2 separate regions of the Drosophila melanogaster genome follow, and region 2 is linked to region 1. Evidence: chromatin contacts called from public Hi-C data. All regions are on one chromosome and are shown on one strand. The core of a region is the stretch at or near the end of the contact, and the rest is flanking DNA. Distances in the headings are between cores, read along the strand shown.

Region 1 (2,604 bases), core at 39-2,538:
TAAATTATTACAATTACTATAAACTATAACTGTGTTATAGTATTTACAATTATAATTTATTTTATATACAATTATTTTGCTCAGTGCAGTTGAAGTGACTAGATCAAATGCAGGGCATACGAAAACAATGAAACCCAGCCGAGCAACCATCCGAAATGTTGACCCGACCACTTCCACTTATTGGCGGCAGTTGTGATAAGATGCACCGCCTCACTTGTTGATCTCTCCCTGCCAGTTGTTGTTCTTGTTGTTGTTGTGATGCATGTGGTTTCCAAGGCAAGGAGCAGAAGCAACATATGCGTAAAGAAAAACATAAGCGGCGTTGCTGTCCGGATGCCGTGTGAATTTCACATTTCACTGCCTTGTTTCTGAATATTTGTGTACTTTTAATGTACATATGTGTGTACTATGTAGTTCCTCGGGTTCCTGTGGACTGTCTGCGATCCAGAACGCCCACGTAATGTGCGCTACGGTATAAACAGCCGGGCATTTGATTTTTACTTACTTTGCTAAGCATAACTAGCTATTGATACATGGTTATTGGAATAGATATGAATCTTAAACTGGTTGAATTTAAAAATAAACATTGCTTTCTGATATAATTCCTTAACGATCGATCATAAACAAAACAGGGTTTTTTATTGCTTTGTACCGCCCTTCTTAAGTCGCATATGCCTCGACTTTCTCTGCCGGCGATCTTCGGTTGTTTCCGCTGTTGGTGGCGCCGGTGCAACATGTGTGTGTGTTTAAGTGTAGGTGACCGCTGCTGCGTGTGTGCGTTTTCATTCACAAAATTTTTGGGAGGTGCATGTGTACACTTGCCGCTTGGAAATTTTAATTCAGTTCCATTTCGGCCGACCTGCAACACGTTCGTAATTCGGAGTGTGTTTCAAAGTTAAGCAACTAAAAACCAATCGGAATTAATAAAAACATCAATTAAACCTCAAGTTAAAATAAAAAAAACCAAAAATTCAGTGTTTAATAATAATCAATTTTAAATAAATTACAAAATATATAACTGTTTGTTGGAGCTAACGATATATATTCGATAGCCAGAACTGGTGAAATATCGAAATTAAACTTAAACATTTTTAATGAAAACCTTACTGTTGTGCTTAACTTAATAAGCATAAGCCGTTGTTGAATAAAATAAAAAAATTATTTTAAAACATATCTGCTTCAAACAAATTATTAAGCAAACATTAATCATTTGCGTTTCCCGTGGTATTTTCGGGGCACCGTGCTAAGGTCACACTAATTCGTTGGAGTCATACAACCGTCTCGCTACGGTCACTCTAGTTCTGATTCCGCTTCGAAAGGTTGTTCGCGGATGCGTGTAAACCCGCAAAGCAAATAAACTCGGAGAACCAAGTTTTTGCGATTCTGATTCAAGCAACCGAATTACTTTCCATACTTCGATAATATAATCCCACGTCTGCTAGTGCGTGCAAAAAACAGTTTGTAGTTAAAACGAAATACTAAAATCAGTCGAGCCCTGAAGCAACAGGGAAAGTGCATTTCGTGAGCGGCAAATCGACTCATATTCCCGTCACACCAGCTCAATGCACAATGCAACGCTGCAGCGAGTGATGAAATTCAAATGCAAATAGCCGGCTAATAAACCTGTTAAAGAAAAACAAATAATTTCGAGTTATTAAAGTTTCGTGAAGATCGAGTGAAGGAGTTAGATAAATTTCCAATCGCGTGTTGCAAGTTCCCCAGTGGGTAGCTGACAAAAAGCTGGCTGCTTTAAGCGCACAATGCTGCTGAAGAAGAAGCGCTATATGTTCGACGAGCGAGACGACAATAATATTAACTCGCCCGTCGCCGTCGAGCCAAGCAGCAACAACAACAAAATGGCCGATACACGCGAAGTGCGCATTGAAGAGCAATTAAAAGTGAAAATTGGTATGTAAATCGAGTGCGAAATCGTTCAAAAACATCAAAAATATGTCGAAGAACATGCGTGGCATGAACGTTGAGTGAAATACGCGCAGCAACGTGCGTTTTTTATGTTCCAAAGTGTGCTGGAATTTTGACAGCGTCGCCGTTTGCCCCGCGGAGCCTCTTCCAAGCAGAAAACAACATAGAATCGGGAGAATATGTCTAAAAGTTTTCCAAAATGTTGTGTAATCTAATGGCAAACCGAAATTTGTGCGAGTTGAGGCAAAGAAAGTCGATTAATTGAGAAAACAAATGTGTTTTTGTTCTAGAAATGCATATTGCGTTCAAGTGTATAAGCATGCTGTCCCGCTCTGACTCGCGTGTTGCTCTGTGCGTGTGTGTTTCTGTTGCCTTTTTCCCTGTGTGTGTGTGTTTTTTTTTCGTGCAGCAGCAGTGCAATACATTTGTTGTTGCTGCCGTTTGAGAAGTAATGGATGACCAGGCTGAATGTTACGGCATTCGCTTCTTGACCCACCCCCAGAACCGCTCTTCCTCCTTCATCGCCCAGCACACCCCCCGCAGTTTTGAATGCGCCCCTTTTTGTGAATGAATCGGAAATCAAGCATGTGTCTGTGAGACGCTCCAGCGCATGCTCACACACACGCGACAAACGCACACACACAAGCGGCAGAGAGATCCCAGCAACAATGTGTGGGTTTT
Region 2 (2,604 bases), core at 47-2,546, 4.9 Mb before region 1:
CTACGAAGGCTCTGTCGAAGATCACCCCAATCCCCACCAGCACAGCCACAATACGGTGGTCAGCGAATGGAATGGCGTCGAATCAGGTTGGTATTTGTGAAACGACCGCACTTTCAATTCAAAAATCACATCATTACGTAGAGAAATCGTATCATTTGAATCAACACCAAACATTTTTTGCAGTACAAGTAATGCCCACGACTCCTGAACTACACGACGTAGCCTTTTAAAGCACTTACAAACTAAACGACTATAAATGCACCTCCATAACCCTTCACCCACTCAAGCATTAAGTCCAAATTTTAAATCGTTGGCGCAGGTAAATGATCTAAATTTGCAATCACTCCCCCGTATATTCCCATAACAAAATTTCATTTTATATAGTTCGCTCTTATGAATGGTTAAACTAAACTCTGTCTTACTTTCTCATGCTCCACAGACTTCTTCATCGATGCGCATACACCAAATGTGGAGGATAGTAAAACATCAGCGCCACAATTCTCCCGCCTGGACCTGGAGACCGAGTCGGATGCTAGTGTGCTAAGTGATCCCGAGGTTGATCAGACTTTTAGCTCCACGGCCTCCACGCACAGCAGCGACATGTATATAGAAATTGAGGGGTAATTAGTAATGGGGAGGGGGCAATCCTCTTAGGAACTGTATCGAAACATCTCCAAAGCGGCTCGTAGCAAAGCGAAAAGCCTAGTAGCGTTTCCATTAGTCTAAATTAGTCTTAGTACGACCAACGTATGTACCTAACTTAACTTAGCCGTATGCTGCCATTGTATCATCGTCAGTTTGTAAGCGGCAATTAGCTAATAATTGCATTCTTGTTATTAGTCACCCTCACACGACTTGTATTACATCCAAATCCCCATCTGTGTTTAGCCTAAGTTGATAATGTATAAACAATAAAAAAAATAAACAACAAATATTTACAGAATGTCTGGTTGCGCATTTACTATTAATAAAATAACTAATTGTGATTAATGGGGAATTCAAGGAAGGAAAAAAAAAAACAAACAAAAATATGGTGCGCTTCGTCACTATGTAAACTGTCGTTCACAGTGATATATATGCAGTGCACTTCTTTCATCCATCTATAACAATTTATATAAATTGTTAGACATTCGCATTCGTAATATCAAATTTTTTAAATTTCATTTTCTTTATAAAATTTAATCGGCATAAAAATTTAATACTTCTGGAAAAGAATACCGTTCTAAAAAGTATCGATGCCAATGAATGGAATACCCCCTACGCACCTGCCATTTTTAGTGCATATTTCCAGAAAGCTGAAACGGCCACACTGCAACATTTTTCATAAAACAATCTTGTTTTGATATTGGTAAATTAATTGCCAGCAATTAGTTTAAATTGTGTGTAAAATAAAAGGCCAACTGGGCAGGCAACAAGTAAACTAATCACCATGGAGGCGGTGCCCCGTTTGCATATGCTCTGGTTCGCCCTAAAATCGAGTCCCGAGGGAACCTCCTTTGCGGCTTTGAAAAAGGTAAAAGGAAGAGAGTGCGAAAGGGGGAGTGAAATAATTAAGAGAGCCAGCAAAACAAAGAGGAGACAACTTGGTGAAACGGAATTATCGGTCAAATTGGGAAAATGCGTTGCTTATTGGATTCATATTGGAATCGAAATTCCCATTCTCACCATGCCATTTGCTCCATTGCATTTTCCGTTTTCACCAACTTTTAAGCCCCCTTTGTCTGGCGGCTGAGTCATCGTCGTCATCTGATTAAATTGGCAAACAAATAAAAAGTTATAAGCAAACACTGGCAGTTTGTTGGGTTATTGCACTTAATTCCCCATGAAAACCCATTTACCCTAAAATATATTCTTGTTTTCCTACACTAAACTCCATAACAAAAATCCAACTTAAAACATTTCACGTTTTACTTCCAGTACATCGCGGAATTTTATCATGAAGATCCAGAGGCTTACTCCAAAGAGGTCCATGCCCTGGAGACTTTGCGCAACCAGGCCATGCACACCACGAAAGATGGAGCGCCGGTGATGAAACGCTACTATTGCCAGCTACACGCCCTTCAGAATCGATTTCCACAGCTGGCGGATCGCGGAATCTTCACCTTTAAATGGAAGGATCTCTATCACAGTGCCGTTCACGAGGTCACTGATCTGCGATTCGAACGGGCTGCGGTGCTGTTCAACATTGCCGCATTGCACACTCAGTCCGGAGCGTCGGTGACCCGTGGCGATGTGGATGGAATGAAGATGGCCTGCACTCACTTCCAGGCGGCTGCTTGGGCCTATGGAGAGCTGAGAGAACGCTATGCCAATGTCAATGGCGGAGGGGATTTTATGACCCCAGAGCTGCTGGTCTTTCAGCAACAGGTGTGCTTTGCCCAAGCTCAGGAATGCATACTCGAGAAGTCGCTAATCGACAATAGGAAACCGCATATTGTGGCCAAAGTGACGGCGCAGATTGTGGTTTACTATGGAGCTGCACTGGCTGCTCTTCTTACGGGAGGAGATGATGGTCCAGTGGCTCAAGTCATCGATAGTTCTGTGTACAAACTGTGGAAGAAGTACGTTCGCTTCAAGATCAACTATCTCACCTGCATATTGTAC

The links. Hi-C and Micro-C count contacts between places; a contact is called where the count stands out from the background.
Region 2: a contact with region 1 is called in a Hi-C map of the Kc167 cell line, with 2.6 times the contacts expected there. A contact is called at or near these places in 4 of 107 Hi-C or Micro-C datasets (the Kc167 cell line, the S2 cell line, embryo and 1 more).

The regions. Positions count from the first base shown.
Region 1 is chr3L:9,853,969-9,856,572 of dm6, reverse strand. RasGAP1 (Ras GTPase activating protein 1) reads left to right here and starts at 1,288. Exons shown (of 5, transcript NM_168382.2): 1 at 1,288-1,908. The coding sequence starts at 1,761.
Region 2 is chr3L:14,774,821-14,777,424 of dm6, reverse strand. mop (myopic) reads left to right here and starts at 1,296. Exons shown (of 9, transcript NM_140465.3): 1 at 1,296-1,513; 2 at 1,918-2,604. The coding sequence starts at 1,430. It overlaps bmm (brummer), which reads left to right. Exons shown (of 8, transcript NM_140466.2): 6 at 1-86; 7 at 184-319; 8 at 440-929. The coding sequence ends at 230.